Linked DNA regions of Mus musculus: region 2 is linked to region 1. A link is a contact called in public HiCAR-type data. All regions are on one chromosome and are shown on one strand. Each heading gives the region's core, a stretch centred on a gene start, on an enhancer-like site or on the middle of the called end of the contact. The rest is flanking DNA. Distances are from core to core; before and after follow the strand shown. Region 1 has its middle 150 kb from the start of Trp63. Region 2 overlaps Trp63 (transformation related protein 63).

The links. HiCAR-type assays count read pairs that join an accessible place to other places.
Region 2: a contact with region 1 is called in a HiCAR-type map of kidney, with 4 times the contacts expected there. The contact joins two enhancer-like sites. A contact is called at or near these places in 3 of 115 datasets of contacts at active chromatin or transcription factors (astrocytes, kidney and neural progenitor cells) and 1 of 9 other capture datasets (embryonic stem cells).

What each region holds. Positions count from the first base shown.
Region 1 is chr16:25,530,338-25,536,071 of GRCm38.p6, forward strand. No RefSeq gene overlaps it. Among named protein-coding and RNA genes, the nearest start is that of Trp63, 150 kb to the right of the region's middle. Within about 2 kb of position 2,729, at least 85 of the 459 cell types and tissues checked have an H3K27ac peak or open chromatin away from gene starts, as enhancers often do. A contact at or near this core is called in kidney, where this site is marked.
Region 2 is chr16:25,874,183-25,879,916 of GRCm38.p6, forward strand. All of the region lies in intron 10 of Trp63 (transformation related protein 63), which reads left to right. Among named protein-coding and RNA genes, the nearest start is that of Gm24928, 170 kb to the left of the region's middle. Within about 2 kb of position 3,434, at least 10 of the 459 cell types and tissues checked have an H3K27ac peak or open chromatin away from gene starts, as enhancers often do. A contact at or near this core is called in kidney, where this site is marked.

The DNA.
Region 1 (5,734 bases), core at 1,479-3,978:
TCTAAGGTTGATACTACTCAAACATAGGTATCTATGCCTGCTGAATCCTTCACCAAGTCAATAATTGTACTTCGAGTAACAGTTGACATGAGGCATGCTAAATATCAGAATAAAGAGACTTTATAATGGTTCAGTGGCTAGCTGAAATTTCTACTTTGGTAGAAACTGCTTTCTTTCTCTGAATTGCATTTTTTTTTCTAAAACTCCACCTAGGTATGGAATTTTCACATTGCCATGAACCAGTTTTACTATGAAAGTTAGTCAAGTGTAGCCATGCTATAGATAGCAGTTGCTTAGATGAAATCAAAGAAGGAAACCTACCTACAACATCTAAGGTAGCTGTGGAATTCTGTCTTTCTCCACTATGACTGATTTTATTTGAGATGTTCCTCTGTCATGTCACTGTACCCACGTTGCTATTGAGGTTTGTGTGTGTGTGTGTGTGTGTGTGTGTGTGTGTGTTGCACTCCCCAGTGGTACACATTGACAGGCAAGCCAGCATGAGAAATATAATACCAGAAATGTGCTTCCACACATGAATGCGAAACTTAAAAGGAGCTTGACAGAGCTGCTTCGCCACTGATCGGCCCATTTTCTCTCAAACTGGCTGAGTGTTGTTGATACTTTTCGTTTCGGTGTATCTCAGTTGCCTCTTATCCACCAATGATGAAGTCCTCGAGCAAAGGAGAGTCCTCATTTCTGAGAGTCTACCAGAAGTATAGAACTGATCAAATTAGGTAATATAATATGAGTGCCTTACCCTAGGAGGAAACTACAATAGCCTGTGGTGATCAGAAAATGAACAGATATGTAGCCTAGTCAATATGTAATGGGAGAGCTCTCATTTAAGTTGTATTGGTGAAAATGGAGTTATGTTTGAATGAAACATGGAGAACTAGGATAGCAGCACTAAGTTATCAAGGTTTGAAAGGCATGTGTGTATGTGGGGGCAGGTTTGCATAAATAACATAGTCCACAAAGTGGGAAAACAATATACCCAGGCTGGTTGATGAAGTCAGATTACAGAGCGCCTTGGGCCCCGGTGTTTAAACAGAGAGACGGGTGAGAGGCAACAAGAGCCAGAGTGTGTCTGAACTTCAGGAATGTCAAGTGAATAGAAAGGAGCACAAGCCTATGAAATAGTCCAGAGAGTAGATAATAAAGGATGCCAGGTATTGTGGAACACACTTTTAATCCCAGCATTTAGGAGGTAAAAGCATTTGGAACTGAAGGTCTACCTTACATATACAGTGAGTTCAAGGTCAGCCTAAGCTCCACAAGAGCCTGTTTCTTCCCAAGTCAATGAAAAAATGTTAATGTCTATGTCCAAGTACATGATATAATTTACTTAGAGATATAAATTTCATTGGGTTATATCTACCACAGGAGCAGGATGTCTCAGACTTTGTCATTGATCAGCTGTAGGAGTCATGAAGGGAAAACAGGATGATAGAGTCAAGTTATAAAGGCATGTAGCCTGACTTAGAAAGCCACAGAGGTCATTGTGATCTGAGGTGTGGGTCTAGTTGACCTTCATGGATACAGCTGAGAGTTAATTAAACTAGCAAGACACGAGCTGCAACTCCAACTCTGTGTTTTCTTTCTGAGTTGATGATTCACTGTTGCTATTGAGAGGTGAGTTGGGCCATGGGTGAACAGGAGCAGTCGGCAGTGAAGACTGAAGGGCAAAGAAGCAGGAAGATTTCCTTGAACTCTGCTTGCACTGAAAACCCTGAGCAGAAGCCCAAACTTGTGGCTTTCTTGGATCTCTTCAGATCAGAGAGCTGCCCATTCCAAAGCCACAGCACTTCTTTTGCGTCTCAGTTACACCACAGGCATCTGACTCATAGGATAGTCAGCCATAGAGGTCAGTCCTGCCTTAAAGCAAGTCTGGAGTGGAGCACTCCTCGGCTTCAGTTTACCTTCTGTTTAAATAGGTCTTGGTCATGGCACTGTTACATTGAAAGGGTGGGCTTATCTTTGTGTTGTATATAATCAATCCTTTATGAACTATAAACCCATAGATCATTATTGCCCTTATTGTAGAGAGTGCAAAGAATAAGTGTATATAAGGGAACAGGTCCCTCAAAAAGAAGAACCGTTCTCAGAACGAGCCGAACGAAGCTTTTAGAGGTTACAGACACAGTGTCCAGGTCAAACCTCCGACTTCCTATTAAGCCTTTATTCCTTTTTACCATCCAAATTAATTACTTCCTTACGCTTCATATTTTAAACAACCTCAAAAATGATATACTATCTGGTAGAGGAAGGTCCTATTTCTTTCCTTTCAGTTTTAAATCCAGGTTTAAAGACCCTTTGGAAAACTTGGCAGCCACTTTGGAAATGGGCGTGAGCTTACAGGACAGCATCAAGGCTGAATTCAGTACAAGAGCACTGAGCTGTTTCATTTGCTGAAGCTTCTGGTAGGTGTTCTAAGAGATCAAGTGTTAAATCAGGGGGTCCCTGTCTGCTGGCACTGCCCAGTTCCAGACAGGGAAAAAGACAGTCAAACAACTAGGGCAAAACCAAATGAGATTAAGAAGACATTTTCGGCTTCATTCACTTTCTGGATGAATAAAATACTGGGCCTCCAGAGTTTGGCAGCCCTCATGACATGTTAGGAGAGAAGAAAAGAGAGCTACTTCTAAATGGGCCATTTCCCCATAGTGCCAGTGAGCTTAGAAACTTTACAAAGAAAAATGGGACAAGTCTTTCTCACTCTCATTAAGCACCCTCAAACACCAGTAGCCTTAACAGGAGACTCCAGGAGAGGCAGATGGAAGTGCCCTGACCCAGCACACTCAGGACAAGAAACTGCAGGGATTGGGGGTCATTGCCAAGTGGTGAGATGAACCTGATAGGGTTCCTAAATAACAGCATGCCCTCAGCTGCAGGCCTGACTTCATGCTATTCCAGTCGTGTGACCTGTCTCCTCCAGGGATCTAAGATAACACTTATCACAGCCGGCTTTGGGATCCGGTTGCTTGAATGTGTCCCTGCTTTCAGCACTGAATATGAGAGCAATGACCATGACTTACTCAACTCTGTGCCCCAGAACACTTGGCATCAGCCCTGGTCCTCGGCAGATGCCCAGAAAGTGTGCAGAGCTGGTTGGAATTTTGGCAGGGCTTCCTGCTTCTCATGGGTAAACCCCATGGGTCTTCTTGTCTGATTTGCAAAGGATAAAACATTTCATTTATTAGAAAACTGGGATCTGATTTTTGAGACCCTGATTCTAAAAGAAAATAGAACTGGATTTTCCTTTCCATACAACCCTGTCCACAGGACCCTGACAAGTCTATTTCCATTCCATGCTCAGTTTTCTATGGGTGGTTAGAGAGATTAATATATAAGAATCTCTCAGTTCTAGACCTTTCTTTATATTATTTTGCATTGTAAGTTCAAAATTAAAACCCCACTACCCAATTTTCCTTTCTTCCCTCTGATCCTTGACATGATGGCATTATATCATGTTCTAAATTTATACAGAATTATTAAAAAGATATCATAGTGGAAAAGAGCAAGCCTGACACTGTTGTCATCATCCCTTCACGGGTTGCCACCTTCCAACCACTGGATAAAGCGTCTTTTATAAGTAGCAGGACATTTTTTTTTCTCCCAATCCATTGAAATATTTTTAAGACTTAAAGCTTTTAACTACTGTGTTCTGGGACAGTTTCACACAAGTACATATGTGTACTGGCTTCTGTCATCTTTTATTCTTTCCCATCTCTTTTCTTCCTTTATCTACTTCTGATCTTCTCTAGAAATCTATATTTTTTACATCTATGTCTATTTATCTTGTTTCGTGACTCACTGAATTTAAGCATGGATTTCTGTGTCACCATGTGCATGCAGATGTCTTTGGGAGCTGGGGCGGGGCCTAGGGGCTGGCTCAAGTGGGTCCATTTTGCCTGGCTATTTGGTTTCGAAATTTACAGGTTCACAGAGGTGTAAGACAAATGTTGGTTTCTTTCCTCCAGCAACTGCAGAGTATGAAAAGTAGACAGCAAGGAGAAAGCATCCAATCCAGCCTCAGCTTCTTTTCTTTACTACAACTGAGATGTCTGGTGTCTTCAGGAACAAGCTATTATCCTCAAGTTCTGGTGGGCCACCAAGAGGCCAACAGTATAATGGAATTATCATTATATATATATTTCCATATGAGCACAAGAGCTTGTATTTACATTTCCATATGAGCACAAGAGCTTGTATTTATATTTTTGATGGTCAGAGAAAAAATGTCAACTTAAGGATGTTAGGAAATTCTTAAACTATCTCAGAAAGAAGCTGTGTAGAGGCAAATACCAATTTAGACTAATACTATTTATTTACTCTCCCTGGGAAATATGACTAATAACACTTTATAACATTTACAGAAAATGAAAATGGAAAACAGAAAACAATTGAAATTTTCAGAGCTAAACAAACGTAAAAAAAATGTCATACTATGAAATAACTATGAAATGAAACTACTGAGAGAACCCTGCTATAAAAGATGAAATGGACATGTGTTTATCTCATTGATTAAAGACTTAGTCTTATTTGGGCACATCGCTTTACCACATTGCACAGCTAGACTTAATTAATAGTCACATTATTAAGTTGTGCATCTCATCAGTTCAGTCAGGTTTAGCCACTTGAAGGATTAGAGCCACTAGGATACAAAAGACAATTTACATACTATTCCTTGCTTAGTCATTGATTATTAAATCAACACGACTTTGTAAGTGGTGGTCTTCACAAATGTCATTAAAACCTGTGTGTTCTCATGTATGGTGTGAAAAGATTGAAAAAAATCTGTTACAATTCAACCTGCAAATATTATCAGAAACAATCATCACATGAAAACATTTTGAGCATTATTACTCCTGCACTAATACATCATATGACATAGTAATGTTTTGGAAATACGTGAATATACTATCTCTTTTAGACTTATCTATAGCTGAATTTCACCTACTCAGCCCAGGGCATCAGAGACAGGAACCACAACTGTGACTGTTCTAATAGGAATGCAGAAAGAAAGTTAATTTTGATTCTGATGAGCAAAACTGGCACTTTATGGTCACAGGAAGATAATCAAATTAAAATAAGACTGGTTAACAAAGAGACAAGGGCCCTCAATTCTCCCATCCTCTGATTTAACAATGTCTGACTGATTTGGCTGTAGCATTTTGTAAAAAGTGAACACTGACCTCCCAGGAAGAGAAGGAGGGCAGAGCCTACTTTGTCCAGCTCATTAACTGTGAGATGGAGAACAGGTGAGATCAGATATCAAACTTTACTTCCTCATCTTGGAGACTCACTGTTCTTTTTCCATGAGGGGAGACAAAGAGATTACTCTACAACTATTTAGCTAAGCATGGGGACACCCAAAAACAAACAAGATAGCAGCCTGTTCTCAAACTTATAGCATTCAGGAGCCCAAAGTCCTGGAAAACTCGTACCCAATGCTGCCTCCAAGACTGGACCCAAGCACGGAGGACATGATGGCCTAGCAGAAAAATGCACCACAAGTGATACCCAGAGCCATCGCCTTCTTGCTTATGATGCAACAATTGGCCAATATGAAAACCATAAATACTGCAGTGTGGAAGTGCTGCTTTATTTACCCCTCTTGTCTCCATTAATACTTTTCAAAGTGTTTATTTTTTTTAAATCAGTATGCTCAGCATTAAGTTTTATTATGGTTCCTTAAAAAATGATTTCTGTTGACTAAATGTAAACTGTT
Region 2 (5,734 bases), core at 2,184-4,683, 340 kb after region 1:
CTAAAATATAGTACCAATTTAATGCTGGTAAGGAATCAAAAAAATTTTTTTTAAGAATAGAATGAAAATTGGTGGAAGGCAATATGCTTCCTACAGGGTGGCAATAAAATATGTTCAGTCTAATTGCTGCTTTAATTCTCCCATACTGTGCTTTCTCTCTGCTTGCCTTGCACTTATGCATGGGTTCGTTCGTTCGTTTGATTGTTTGTTTATTTATTTATTTATAATCCTTCATAGTTACCTTCATGATCATAGGCTATATGGAAGCAAGATGTTTAAATCGAGTTGCTATGATTCAAGTCATTATAGACTTATGCAGGCTTTACACTGTTTAAGAAGAAATTATACTTCCATTAATATGTCCATACAGGTATAGCCATAGACAGTTATGTTTATTAAAGCTGGAATCAGATGGAAGGGTAAATTGAATCAAATTACTATTATTATTATTATTTACTAAATTCCACTCCCTTGCTGTTCCACAGGCGTGGATTCTTAATGGTACACTGAAGTTATTTGACATCTGTTTTATCAATCCTTTTTTTTTAGATTAAAGACCCATATGATTTGTATTTTTGTTTGTGTTTCCCTGTAATTCACCCTTCTTGCCCCTTCTGTCCTCGGGCCAGTGTGACTGTCTTTTGCACAACTGTCAGTTTTCTCTAGAAAACTACATTTTGTTTACTATGGTATAAGATTCCATTAACTTATAATATGTCCCATGATACCCTGAGATGCCCTTCTATAGTACGTCTTGATCATAGCTCCATAGTAACAGAAGCCAGATGATGCTGTGTCTGAGAAGCATCTTCAAGAGTGCTTCTAGCCTCTCACTCAAGACAGGGAAAACCAAGCAAGCCCACACAGCAGCTAAGGGTAGAACACCTTTAGAACCAAAGCTCTTTGCCAGGCTCATGAATGTAAGGAGATGGTGTTTTCAAGATTATTGATGAATTTAGGAGAGAGTAAAAGGTGCAGATATCCAAACTGATATAAATCAAAAATGTACTTCTAAATTAGATTGTAAGGTCACCCATTTTCATAAAGTTTGTTGGAACTTTCTAGCTCTATAGACTTGGAAACAACAGCAACGAACAGCCTGATAATCTCATGGCATTCACGCCAACAACTATAATAAAAATCTGAATTTTTAGAGTTGACACAGGGCTACTTTTGAACTCCACAGCCGGATTATTACATGTTCAGGACAGAGGTTTACTAGCTCTGAATCAGTGATGTCAAAGAACCTCAAAGGTTCATTAAATTCTATTAAGTCATTTCTCCAAATGAGAATATCTCCTTGTAGAACTGTCCTTGATTCTAGGTCTGAAAGTTTGAACCCGTAGGGTGTATATAATCCTGCCTTCACTGGAACACTGATGTGATCAATTGTGATCAATTGTGATCAATTGTGATGTGGCAATTGTATGAGGCTTTACTATCAGATACAATCCATCCAAGCTTTAAACTTTCAAGCAAAGAAACCTGAAAGCCGAAGCTCTCTTAGGAATAACTTGCTTCCCCCATGATGTGTGTTCAGGCATTATATACATATAAAGATACCAATTCTCACTGCAGTTTGAGTGTGGAAATGTCTTTGTTCCTTTGAAGGTACTAAACAAATAGGATTCAAAAAGCCAGTCTGGGAAACTGTTCCCAAACTGTTCACCAGGTTGCATAACCTTTAGCCAAATAAAAGGGCTTATTCTTGGCATCCCATGGCATAATTGATTTCTTAATTATGCAAAAGTTGCTTTCATGAGTTTGATATATGCATTTATAGGCCAAGTTTGTGACTGAGAGGATTAAGGTATTTACCACCTCAATCTGGGCACACTCAAAATGCTCATTAATAGTTCTTTCCAGATGCACGATGACGCAGCCCCTAACACTGATAAGATCATATTTCTTCAGACTTCAGAGTTTGGCTAGACAGACCAGTAATGAGGTATAATAATTGGGTATGTGACATTTTTACAGAGGATCAAAGTTTATTCTTGTTTTTGCATTCCCTTTGTCAATTAATTGAGTCCAGTATACCCATGCCAAGCCCTACACTAAACACTGGACCTGCCTGTCACCATAATCCTCAAGTGAGTCACCTTGTATTAAGAAATGGAGATGACTGGGCCCCCAGCTAACCCTTAGACAGGACCTGGGAAAGTGTATTTTGAAAAATATGATTCTGATGTAGTCTGCTGATTAGCTGCCCTTTGCTTTGCCTTGCATCTTTTTTTTACATAAATTGAGAATAGAACATTCTAGATGGTTTTAGAGGAGGATTTTAAAAGGAAAGGATTTTTAAAAAATAAATGGCTTTTCCGATTCCCTGCTCCATCTGCACTATGATCATGAAGGTAGGAGATGGGTGTGTTTCTGTGTTCATTGGATGTGGATTCCTGAGTCCTAAGCCTTCATTCTCTTTCTCTGGTTCCTCTCTACAGTCTCCTTTCAGCCTGCTTCAGGAATGAGCTTGTGGAGCCCCGGGGAGAAGCTCCGACACAGTCTGACGTCTTCTTTAGACATTCCAACCCCCCAAACCACTCCGTGTACCCATAGGTCCCCAGCTATGTGTTTGAGTTCATGTGCTTGTTGTGTTTCTGTGTGCGTTTGTGTATATGCACATGCGTGTTAGTGTTTCCAGCCCTCACAAACAGGACTTGAAGACATTTTGGCTCAGAGACCCAGCTGCTCAAAGGCACACATCCACTAGTGAGAGAATCTTTGAAGGGACTCAAAATTTTACAAAGCAGAGATGCTTTCTGCACATTTTGTATCTTTAGATCCTGCCTTGGTTGGACGGGAGCCGCGACTGTGCTTGTCTGTGAGCTTTCTATTGTTTTCCCAGGAGGGAGGGGGAATCCATTGGGAAAGAGGCATTGCAAAGTTTATTGGAAACCTTTTCTGTTACCTCCTGTTGTGTTTCTAAAACTCATAATAAAGCTTTTGAGCAGGTCTCAAACTTTAGGTGTATTTTTAAGAAAATAAGAAAAAAAAATCTGTCATTGCCTGTGCCTAAGCAAGTTGTGTTGACCGAGAGACTTAGGCCTTCTTAATGCTGGAGTTACATTGTCTTCCTACATGAGGAGAAAGTCCACTAAGGCTTTTCCAGGTCTGATCTCTGCCACTGTATGTTAGCATCTGCTATGATAGTCTTCCTTGCATCGAGTCCTACTCCCCCATACAGTTGTTTAGGTGCCAACGCTGGTAAGCTACTTTTGTGGTGTTAATGGGAGATGAAACTACCAGGCAAATATTGCCCCCGGTATTTGCTTACCATTATTCAGTGCTGGGAGAGTTCAAAGTCTCCTCACCAAATCTATGATTAATGGGTTTAATTGGAGCTGCTAGCTCGAAACCCTGCCTACCATAAAACCAACCAGATTTCTCATTAATGTCCACGTGCATTAACTGGCAGGCCTCCTCTCTGAGCAAATGATGTCTAAGCACACAGGTGTTAAAAATCAACACTTCTGGCTACAGATTACATGGAGAGAGCTAAGTTCTCTTTCCTTTTAAAGTAGTTTCCAAACTCAAAAAGAACTGACTGAATCCCTGTTTCCTTCTTCATCATCCCTGCCCCGTCCTGCGCCAACTAGGTCACCAGTGCTTTGTTCTCTGTCACCAAGACAACGATTTCTTATGATTGAGGCTGCTGCTTTGTGGATGTGTGGTTTTAATTTTCAATAAACTTTTGCATCTTGGTTTATCTTGTAGTTTTTGTTTCTGTCTCTCTTGTTTCCCCAATTAGAGTATAGTCCCAGTGCTGCAAGTGCTCCGAGTGGGTCTACAAAAGAAGAGGGAGAGGGCCGTCACTGTGGCCCTCTTCCCATTTCTCCTGGGATTTTATTTAAGATACTATATCCCAGGTTAACATTCTGAAGGTTAGCTATGCCTTGAAATTCACAAATGAATTTCAAACAGATTTTAACCCTGTGCATGATTAAATCCTAAGGTGCCAAAAGACATCTGAACAAGTCTTGAGTTTTGTTTCAAAGCACTAAATTTACTATATTAAGTTTTGGCTAAGTCCCAATTTATTAGATAATTAGATTTAGGTGCCATAGACTTTAGAAAACATTTGACCAGAGTGGGACCAAAATCCAAAGTTTTTTGGTTTAAATTTTTGTGTACTCTGAACTTTGTATCAATGTAGTTAATATTTCAAAGGAAGTTTTTCTAAATGCACCAAAGCAAGTAACAGATTAAAAACACAAGACAAAAGTATCTTGACATGAGATTAAAGTGTATTGGTAAATGGGGATGCCTCTGCTATATTTCAGTTAGTAAATTTAAGTACTTGGGGAAAGGGCTTCAGTTAGTAAAGCCACAAGTACTTGGGGAAAGGGCTTAGATTTTTGACCTTTCTTTCAGAACTATTTTTCTCCTTTAGCCTATTGTCATGTAAAATTTTCATGTACTCCTAGTAACCTTTATATGCATGTTTATATTTAAAATGATAGAATATATTTTGATATTTTGGTTGGCCTTCTAAAGACCTCTTAGTGCCCTTGGTTTTTGGAAGCAAGGTTACCCAACATTCAGGCCACAGAGAACTAGCTATTGGGAAATGCTTAGAAGAGGTATAATTATTTTTCTACATCTTTCTTTTAGCCCTCTTTAATATTCAGGATGTCCATCTTCAAAATTCCTATTTCCACATTCAGCATTCTAGAAATGGCTTGGAAAATACATTCGTCCAATGTGTCACCAAATTTCAGCTAAGCGTTTTAATTAGTAAAGTGAAAAGAATTAAATCAAGAAAAAGGGGGCAGTAAGCTTTTGGACAGCCATAGATAGAAGCTGGCACTTATCATGAAGATTGTCCTTCCCAGCACAGCCGTGAGAGGTAGAAGCAAGTTGCCTAATTTCTAATTTCAGATCATTTAAAGCAACATCTTACTTTCAGCAAAGCATACAGAAGTTTGTGGTTTTACTGTTAAGAACTAAGAATGGTGGACTGGGAACAATCGAAGTTGGTGGTTGAGAATTTGAAAGCACATTTAAGGACTTAGGTTCAATCTGCACCACTGAAAACCAAGTGGAAGAAAACAACAGCAAACGGCCTGTCTTGTCTTTACTAATAATACTTTCCCTTGAGACTAGAACTATAGGAGACTTACCTGTTTGTATCTCTACATTTCTCAGTTCCTAGCAAACTCTATGGAAGTAAGTCTCTACAGAAATGCCCTCCAATGGAAACCACAATACATTTTCCTGCAAAAAGCTGTTGTTACCACATTTTTGGTTATTTGACCTCTGGTTGGGGTGAGTGACAAGGACAGAGGGACAAGTGAAGAAGTCAATCAACATGGCATAGCCTCTGTTTTTGTTTTTATTTAGTCTGCTAAATTTGGGGGGGTCTGTTTACTGACTTTGCACTTGTTATAGCCAAGGAGTTGACTATTTTTCAGGACCTTTAAATGGGATGTGACTTTATTCAGGATCATGTTTTTTTCCTAAGTGTGTGATGGCTGTCCATTTCAGACACTGTAGCGTTAGTAATGATCACAGTATCATGACCTTTGCCTTTGTGCCTGTAAGACTCACTTTTGTGTTCTAATATGTGCATTCAAGATTTATGACACTTTTGACATGATCCCAAACTATGTTTTATACTGACTCAAGTAAGAATCTGTGTCAACTCTGTCCACTTCTTCCTATAACTTCATAAGTCGGTATCGTCCATTCCCTTTATTAGATACTAGAGCATATATTGACCATTTAGGTCTGT